3 separate regions of the Mus musculus genome follow, and all the other regions are linked to region 3. The links are chromatin contacts, called in public promoter capture Hi-C maps. All regions are on one chromosome and are shown on one strand. The core of a region is the stretch at or near the end of the contact, and the rest is flanking DNA. Distances in the headings are between cores, read along the strand shown.

Region 1 (2,953 bases), core at 339-2,838, 1.3 Mb after region 3:
TGTCTGCTGTGCCCTCCATTTCTGGATTGTAGTTTACTCCAGTTATAGTGGAGTTGACAACTGGGCATAGCTATCACAAATCTTATGACCAGTGAGCACAGTTCCTCAACCTCAAGCGATATTCAGCGGGCGTCTTGTGGGACGGCTGACTGTATGTTTGGGGCTTCTTTGTACCTTAGTCCATCATACAATTCAAAGTAAAGATTTCGTTGCTTTCTTTTTATCTGTGTAAAGTCCCTCTGAGCAGACCAAAGCGAATCACTCCATACCTAGGATCAGTAAATGCCACCAGGGAAGAAAACAGCTGATAACTGCCCTTAGCCCAGACATTGACAAAGGATTTATTCAATTGTGTTACCTCCTGCAGCACAACAGTTAATGTGGAAATGACAAATTTGAATTGTAGTAAGAAAATTGTCTCAGAGAATAAAGTAGAGGCAACTCGACTTCTGTATCAGCCTGGCCTTAGAAAGTGATAAGTCCCCTGAAAATGGAGTAAGTCCTTAGAGTTCTTGGACAACACAGAGTTCAAGACAGAAATACAGGACTGTCTGCTAAGAGCTCATACTAACACGTTTGCAGTTGTGGCAAGATCACACCACTTTCAAATAACACAGTATTCAATAATATGATCAAATATGGAAAGGATGGACATTGGGTAAACAAAATTTGTTGTTGCCATATTTTCTGACAGTTTCACTCATTGAATAAACAAACATTTGCTTTAATGTAGGGACTTGGTAAAGATGATGGGTCTTGTATGTACATGTATGTGCCTGCCTATGTGTATGTGCACATGCACAGGTGCCTGTGGAAGCTTGAGGTGAGTACTGGATCACTGCAGCTAGAATTACAGGCAGTTGTGAACCACTCCAATATGGGTACCGGGAACAGAACTCAGGTCCTCTGCAAGAGGAAGAAGTGGTCTTAATCAAAAGTCAATACTAGGTCCAAGATTAGTTTTACTTTAAGGAAATAAACTTCAGACTTAAAAGAATATTTTAAATTTTATTTATATGTATGTGTGTTTGCTTTCTTGAATTTATGTGTATTAGGTGTGTGCAGGATCCTACAAAGGCCAGAAGGGGGCTTCAGATCTCCTGGAAATTAGAGGCTGCTTATTTGCATGGACTATATCCGCAAATCTTAATTCATATTTAGAAGTATAATTTTTTTCTTGGTTAAATTCCTTTTTGTGCCCCCACCTTCCAAAACCACAATGGGGTGGATCTGTGTGTTTTAGGCATTGTTCAATTCATCCTACCTTTACTGATCAAATAACAAAATGCACATGAACAGAAGCCCCTAAGCAATAAAATACATCGACCCTCCAATATGCTTTTAATATCAATACTTAGGAAGGCAAGGTAGAAGGCATGGGGAAGAAAACCTACAGATAGGCGTTCTTGGCCCAGGAGGTCCGCGATTGTTGATTATTCACCTCTTTTAGCCAGCGCTGACACACGTGCAGCTGCTCTACAAGCCAGCCACGGAAAGCTGTTCTCTGAGGCCAGAATCCAGAGCGCCTGGCGTTCCTACTTCCGGCCCCGCCCCCGCCCCACAGTTGCTAGGAGACGTGATGTCACCGGAAGCGAGGCCTGGGATAGGCTGAGGCCTGGGGAAACCTCTCCCACACGGCCGCTTGGGTGCCAGCGCTGGCTCTCCAGCTGTTCCTAGGCCGGGGCGAGGGTCTAGAGAGGGAGAGCGGGCTGCGGCCGGTCTCCGCTCCCCAGCCGCCGGCTCCGCGGCAGTTAGTGCTTCCCTCGAGCCGGCAGCCTGGTTGGTCGCTTCCGGGCGGCTGCCCGCGCTCCTGACTGACAGGCGCCGTCCGCACCGCCCGCGCCACCCGCCACGTCTCCGCTCTCTGCCGGCGCACGGCGTGGCTGCCTGCCGACCGACCTCTTTGAGCCCAGCGCGATGTGGGTTCCCGGCTTCGGATCCGCGCGACTTCCCCAGCGCCGGCGCTCCGGGTTGGAGTCATCCTCGGTGCGGCCGCTGTGGCTGCTGCTGCTGTTCCTGCTGGCAGCCGTGCGGCCAGTGCGCGCCTGGGAGAGCGGAGACCTGGAGTTGTTCGACTTGGTGGAAGAGGTGCAGTTGAACTTCTACGAGTTCCTCGGGGTGCAGCAGGTAAGCGCGGCGGGCCGGACCTCCTCACCCAGCCCGGTCCACTTGACCGCCATCTCTTCCCAGTTCCTCACTGTCGGCCCAACTTCGGAACTTCTGATCTGAGTGTTAGGCTGGACGGTGCAACTACCTTTTCTTTGGCTTTCTGGAGACCATCCTTCCCCCACCCCGCGAGCTGTGCTGAAGGAAGAAGGAAGAGAGATGTAGGCAGACCGATTTTTAACACTCAAGTGTGACACAGTAACCATGTATCACCCCAAATTGTCATCTTCCCACTTAAACATATGTTTACTCCAACTGCCTCCCTCTCCCTCGTCCTTTCTGGGAAGACTGAAATACATTTTGCCCAGCGTCTGTTAGCAGTTTTCTTGCACTGTATTTTGTAATCGTTAAAGCCTGCTATTAGTGTTTGTGTAGCAGTTAGAAATCTGGAAAAATTTGAAGCCTCCTCCCGCTTGGTCCTAGAACTCATTAGAGAAGTTGTGACACTTTCAGGGTTTGAGGTGTTTGGAGTGCTGTTGAAAGAGGAGGTCAGGATAGTCTTGTGTATACGTCCTTGCCTCTCCATTGATTTCATTTCAGGTTTTAACTTGGGTCTTTAACTTGTAAAATCTCTTGTTCCCTTTTATTTCTACTTGAAAGTGATTGAGTGAGGGTATTTATTCAGACTACCTCAAACAATGAACAGAAAAAAGAAGACATGTTAATAACTAATAATAACTTCATGATCATGGAATGAGAGAGACTTCCACAAGCTATGATTGAGTCCTTCACACAAGATGTAAGTTGTGAAGCAAAAACAACAGCAGCAGCAAAAAGGCACACTTAA
Region 2 (2,913 bases), core at 146-2,645, 1.6 Mb after region 3:
CAGTCTTCAATAAGCAGAAAAACATGCTAAAGAGTTCCCCGTGGGGGAGTGGGAGGGAAGGGGCGATTAAGGGGGTACCCAAAACATTCACCCCATGAGAACATCTAAAAATAGACTCAACCTCCAAAGGCTCTTGGGGCACCACCAGCACTACTTCTTGGGGTCCATGACCAGGTCGGCTCAGCCCAGACACTCCCTCAGGGACACCTTCCAGTGTCTTCGCAGAAGCACCCAGTGGCCCCCAACAGCAGGGTCCATGCCAGAGAGCTCTGGGTGCAGCGGGCAGGGCCCACCTTCTCTCTCTCTCCCTCTACTCAGAGGCAGGTTGTCCCAGGCCACAGGAAGTCTCCTGACAACGCTGCGGCAGACCGGGAGCAGGCAGGGGAGGGGGAGGAGGCCTCCGGTTCCCAAAGCCACCACGCGCCGTCACCGTGACTCCAGCGCGGGTCTCGCGCTCCCACCCTACCCTGCGCAGGACGCGGCCCGACGCCGGCGGCCACCTAATGACACTTGAGTGAGCGCGGAGTCACGTGATAGCCCGGGCCACACGCACTTTCTCCCACAGGCCGGGGCACAGCCCGAGCCCGCGGCGACCACGCCGGGCTCCCGCGGGCTGCGCGCCGGGCGGGGCGGGGGGCGGGGCGAGGCGGCGGCGGGGGCGGAGCGGCGGCGGCGGCGGGCGGGCCGGGGGAGGGGCGGCGGTGGCAGTTGCCGCCGGGCGGGGGAGGGGAGCCGTGACGGTTGGGAGCGGGCCGGTTCGGCCCGGCGGGCGGTTGGGTGTTTACCTTGATGCACCGCGACGCTGCAGCCGTGCCCGTCGCAATAAACCAGCGGGTTCTCGGCCCAGCCTCTCTCGTCTGAGCAAACGCAACAGCCTCCAATCATTTCCTTCATACTATGGGAGACCTCGTCCTCCAGTGACACGGGCCGGTCGCTAGAGACCATCTAAGAGGGAGTTGGGGGGGACCATTAACAAACACAAGCAAGCCACCGAGAGCTCCCCACACGCAGCCCTTCGCGCCCGCCCTCCCGCCAGCCCGATCGACCGACCGACCCCGGCCCGGTCTCCGCCAGCCCGCCCGCCCTCCCTCCCGCCCGCTCGGCCGCTCGCTCACTCGGGCTTTGCCGCTCAGTCACTCACGTTCCGCACAGGAGTCAGGAGCCATGTCCTTGCTGACTCCCCCCACCTCCCCGCCACCGTCTCCTCCTCCTCCTCCTCCTCCGCGGCGTCCTCCCTCCCCACCTCCACCCGGCCGCTAACGCCGCCGCCCGAGGAGGGCACACATAATCAAGCAGGCCTCCGCACAGGCGCACTGGGGGGCTCCCGCTGGGCCCGGGGCGGCGAGGGAGGGGAAGGGGCTGCGCTTCCTCCTCCGAGCGTCACCCGGCGTACGCGTCGGCCCGCCCTGCGGCCGGCGTGAGGGAGGCGGCCCAGAGAGGCGAGGCCTGCGTGCGCGCCGCCGCGTCCCCTGGCCCCTGCCTACCTCCAGGCTTTCCCCTCCCCCGCACCGCTCGGCGGCGCCGAGGTGTGCGGAGGTGGGGGACGAGCGGAGTCGGCTGCTCAGCGCGGCCGGAGTGAGTCTACCGGAGGGCTCTGGGGCGCACGAGGGCCGGGACGTTGGGCGGCCGTCGCCTCGCGGGCCCCGGGCGCGCATGAGGAAGAGGCCGCGGCGGGGCGGGGTGCGGTGGGGGCCGGGGTCGCTGAGAGGCGCCCCCGGGGGCGTCTCGTGGCGCCGGGAACCTACCTGAAGGCCTGTGCCTCGAGAACTGGCCCGCGGGTAACAATGGTTGGGAGAGGGTGCCAGCTTCCATGAAGGGTGTAATGAAGCATGGCTTCCTGCAGTTGGCCGCGCTAACTTCACAGTACTGTCGCAGCTTCGCCACCCATTAAATTCACGTCCTGGATTCTTCCCAAAGTTCACCCAGTGGAAGTGTTACCAGATCTACCGCCCACTTACGCACCTTCTTGGCCCCCGTGGCAAATGAAAGTGCATCACAGACAGGCAAAAAGCCTGTGTTTGGGCTATATTCTGAGCGGGAGCCCCAAGACTGCATTATAGCTTGGTAGGTATACAAGTGGTTGGTCGCGTTAGCAACGTAATAGTCTGATCTGGAAAAATGCAGCTAAAGGAGGAAGGAACCCACGTTCTAGCCTGTCACCAAAGGTTAACAGCATTGAGAGTGTGGTGCCCAGTTTAGATTGAGGATTCCTCTAATCTTAGCTCGATTCTCCAAATTTACCTTTTCAAATGTGATGTCATTTAAATTGGAGAAATATGAGAGCTTCCTCCCAATACACAAATAAAATATAGATTAGATTAGACCAATGTTAGCAGATTAATTAGCTAGATATTGAGTAGTTTTTAAGCTACCAAAAAAATGTTTCCCTAATCCTTTCTCCATGTACACCCAATATTGATTTTAAGCAAAAAGTGTTCGTTCATTAAACTTTAGCATGAAATGGGAATTATGAATAGGCTATTTAAATGACAAACAGTTCCAAGGCAACTTCATGGTTTTTGGTTAATTACAAGTACAAAGGGCTTATTAGAAACTAACAATATAATATGGTCTGGAAAATACACTTACATGATGCTAAAACACCCCAAGTTCTAAGCACTCCACAGAAAATATATTAAGTTTTAAAATGTTCAAAAAGGGTAATGTGGCTGTTCTTTTCCTATTTCAAAATAATTGCTAAAGTTGTAAGAATAGTGATCGATACAGCACAATGTAAGCATCTGTGGTCAGATATATTCAAAAGCTATGTGAAATCCAAACTAATGGGGGATTTACCAAAGCTTGTGATAGGAAGACAATATGTCCAAAGGGACACAAAACTAAGGATTCTGTTTTAATATTAATACATTTAGAAATGGTGACTACAGATTAGTAAAATGACATTTTTAGGAG
Region 3 (2,716 bases), core at 120-2,619:
CCCATCTTGGGCAGCAGCGATAATAAACTCCCCCACGTCGCCCTCAATGAGTGGGCTGAAGTGGTCCAGGTGGTCCGCGATGTAGTGCACGGTCTGCTCCCTCAGCTCCCGGTGCAGGCTCTGGTCCCCGTACACAGTCTTGCTGACAGCTCGGTAGAGGCAGTTGCCGTCGGGGATGATGTGGAATCGGTACTTGTTTCTCTGCCTCAGGTACTTGTCCTGCCTCTCCACCTCGGCCAGGTACAGGGCTAGCTTCTCGTCCCTGGGATCCGCCCGGGACGTGCCTACGGCTTCGCCTTCGCCGTTCTGGGCCGGCTCGCCGCTGCTCCGAGCGGGTGCCGGAACCGGGTGAGCCTCGGCTTCGGGATCTTGCCGTCGGAGCGCGTCAGACCCGGAGGCGTCGCTGCGACCGCTCGCCCGGTCCCAACCCCGGGAACTGCGCTCCGCCCGGCGCTCTTCACCCCACGGGCCGGAGCCCGGGCCGGCGCCGGGCTCCGGGCCGACGGGGGCCGGTGCAGGGGCCCGGTGCTGGGAGGCTGCCAGGGCCTGGCGGTGCTCGCTCAGTCGGAAGTTCCTGTCCGGAGCGTCGCGGACGGCGTTCGGGGCCGCGGGCTCGTCGGGCCGGAGCAGCTCTTCCAGCAGCCAGGCAGAGGAACCGCGACGCGGCGGCGAGGGGGCTGAGGGTGGCGGCAGCAGGAGGCGCTCGGCGCCCAGGGCCCGCACGGCGATGTGCGCCGTGGACGTGAAGTGCGGCGGCAGCGGCGGCTTGCTGCACGCGCCCGGCGGGGCGGCGGCGGACCCGGACCGCTCGAAGCAGGCAGAGAAGGCGGGCATGGCAGCGGCGGCGGCGGCTTCGCGTGGTTCGGTGGCCGCGGCGGGTGGGCGCTCTCCGGTATCCGGCTCCGGGGCCGCGGCGGCGGGGCTGGCTGACTGCAAGGAGACCTTGAAGGCGGCGGCGGCGGTGGCAGGCGGGGCGGCGGCCGTGGGCCCCGGCGTGCCCGCAGGGTAATGGGTGCACACGCTGCTGTAGAGCTGCATGGCCGCGGCCGCCCGCGGCCCCTTATAGCTGCGAGCCCGGCTTGGAGACACACCCTCGGGCGCAGTGCCCCGGAGCCCGAGAATAGCGCTGAGCTCAGCGCCGCGGGCCGCCGCGTCAGGAGCCGCGAATAGCGCCCGGGCCGCGACCCAATTCGTGCTGCGCCACAGCGCGCGGGCGGTCCGAGGGCACCGGAGGGCGCGCGCTCGGCCGGGGACTCGGGCGTAGGACGCTGGCGCAGCTGTGCCCCGCGCCGGCCGCTGGGGACGGTTGGAGGAGCTGCCCGCTCAGACGAGCGCCGCCCGCCCGCAAGCAGGAGTGCAGCGCGCGGATGGTAGGAGGCGGGGCCGCGCTTGTTTACCTCAGGCCGCGCGGCCGCGTCACGTGGTCCCACAGGAATGCGCGCCCCATTCAAGCGGGGCGGCCCCGCCCTCCAGCGGAGACCTCATGGGCGTGGCCGGGGAGGGCGAGGCGGGGGCTGGACTACGGACATGCGCATTGAGTGCGCTCCCAACCTGACTACGGTTGCTGGCTGCCTGGTACCTGGGAAGCAGATCTGTGGGCTATGCGGCTGTCCTGCTGTGTGACGCTGTGGCGGGACCAGCGTTGCTGGGGCAAACAAATAGGTTGGAATAACGTTTTTCTAAAACACTTCCGGACTAGGGACTGAGCTCTACCTTCAGGGCCAATGGCATTCAACTTCTTGAGTCGTTTCCTCCAGTTAACGTGTTTGGGTCTGGTCTACACGGTCTTGCTGCCCCGCTAAGCAAAAATAGACGTTCCTGCACTGCTAACTTAAGTCACCTAGGAAATGCAAGGGCGAAAGGAAGGCTTTTCAACAGCCTTCCTTGGAATACCAAATAACATGCCGCCTTAAAGCCTTTTGAAAGTAGATCGCGACTGTTAAACTTTGAGGCAAGAGGCACACAACCTGTTTTCTGGAACAGCACAGCAAAATGAAATAACAGACTGAACTGTGCTTCCTCTGCAACGGAAAGCCAGAGTGTTATCAAATTGGTACCTACTTGCAGTAACAGTAGCTTTTGCCTTATTCTGAGTTTCAATCCAATTTTAAATTTAGTTTCCAGATATACAGATTGAATTGGAGACTACTTCTTGGTATGGAAAAACAGCCTGCAGGTTGTACTACCTGCGCGCCACCATTCTGCTTGGAACATAATTTATGCTTGTTACTAGGGTCTCTCGTTGGGGGTTCTTAGTCTCCTTAATCAAATAAATTTAAAATGTTCAAAAGGAAGCTCGGGGGGGGGGCAATTTTACTAGAGTTTGAGAGGGTAGGCAATCTGCTAATCTTGGCAGGTGGCCAGAGAAGGGAAGGGGGGGAAAAAAAAGAAAAAAAGAAAAAAAGAAAAAAAAGCCATGCCCTTTTAAGTTAGGACTGGAAAAGGCAGGCCAGCAGGTTCAGCAATGGAGTTTGGCCAGCGGTTGCTCAGGGAAGGGTTGGTGTAACCCGCCTATCAAGACTGGAATGGGTGTATACTAAACAGATATACTAACCCTGTTATTTACCCCATTGGGAAAAAAAAAAATGGACACCTCTCCCCCCACCCCCACCCCGCCTCCGTACACTGATAGGCACATATGCCTGCACACACATTAGAATTCCTCCTAGGGATCTATCTCCTGCTGGGAGGGAAAAAAAAAAAAAAACCGGCTGAA

The links. Promoter capture Hi-C pulls out the DNA fragments that hold promoters and counts their contacts. Capture Hi-C pulls out chosen DNA fragments and counts their contacts.
Region 1: a contact with region 3 is called in a promoter capture Hi-C map of adipose tissue. The contact joins the promoter of Dnajc1 here to the promoter of Otud1 in region 3. A contact is called at or near these places in 5 of 39 promoter capture datasets (hematopoietic stem and progenitor cells, hippocampal neurons, liver and 2 more), 1 of 484 Hi-C or Micro-C datasets (pre-megakaryocyte-erythroid progenitors), 2 of 115 datasets of contacts at active chromatin or transcription factors (astrocytes and large pre-B cells) and 2 of 9 other capture datasets (adipose tissue and liver).
Region 2: a contact with region 3 is called in a promoter capture Hi-C map of pre-B cells, with 13 times the contacts expected there. The contact joins the promoter of Mllt10 here to the promoter of Otud1 in region 3. A contact is called at or near these places in 4 of 39 promoter capture datasets (the C10 cell line, erythroid cells, liver and 1 more), 5 of 484 Hi-C or Micro-C datasets (CD4 T cells, the HL-1 cell line, cardiomyocytes and 2 more), 4 of 115 datasets of contacts at active chromatin or transcription factors (astrocytes, cardiomyocytes, large pre-B cells and 1 more) and 1 of 9 other capture datasets (liver).

What each region holds. Positions count from the first base shown.
Region 1 is chr2:18,391,465-18,394,417 of GRCm38.p6, reverse strand. Dnajc1 (DnaJ heat shock protein family (Hsp40) member C1) reads left to right here and starts at 1,588. Exons shown (of 12, transcript NM_007869.3): 1 at 1,588-2,127. The coding sequence starts at 1,918.
Region 2 is chr2:18,063,067-18,065,979 of GRCm38.p6, reverse strand. It overlaps Mllt10 (myeloid/lymphoid or mixed-lineage leukemia; translocated to, 10), which reads right to left and starts at 1,395. Exons shown (of 23, transcript NM_001252560.1): 1 at 1,116-1,395; 2 at 786-945. The coding sequence starts at 945.
Region 3 is chr2:19,656,384-19,659,099 of GRCm38.p6, reverse strand. Otud1 (OTU domain containing 1) reads right to left here and starts at 1,369. Exons shown (of 1, transcript NM_027715.2): 1 at 1-1,369. The coding sequence starts at 1,038. Gm3230 (predicted gene 3230) reads left to right here and starts at 1,203. Exons shown (of 1, transcript NR_033642.1): 1 at 1,203-2,716.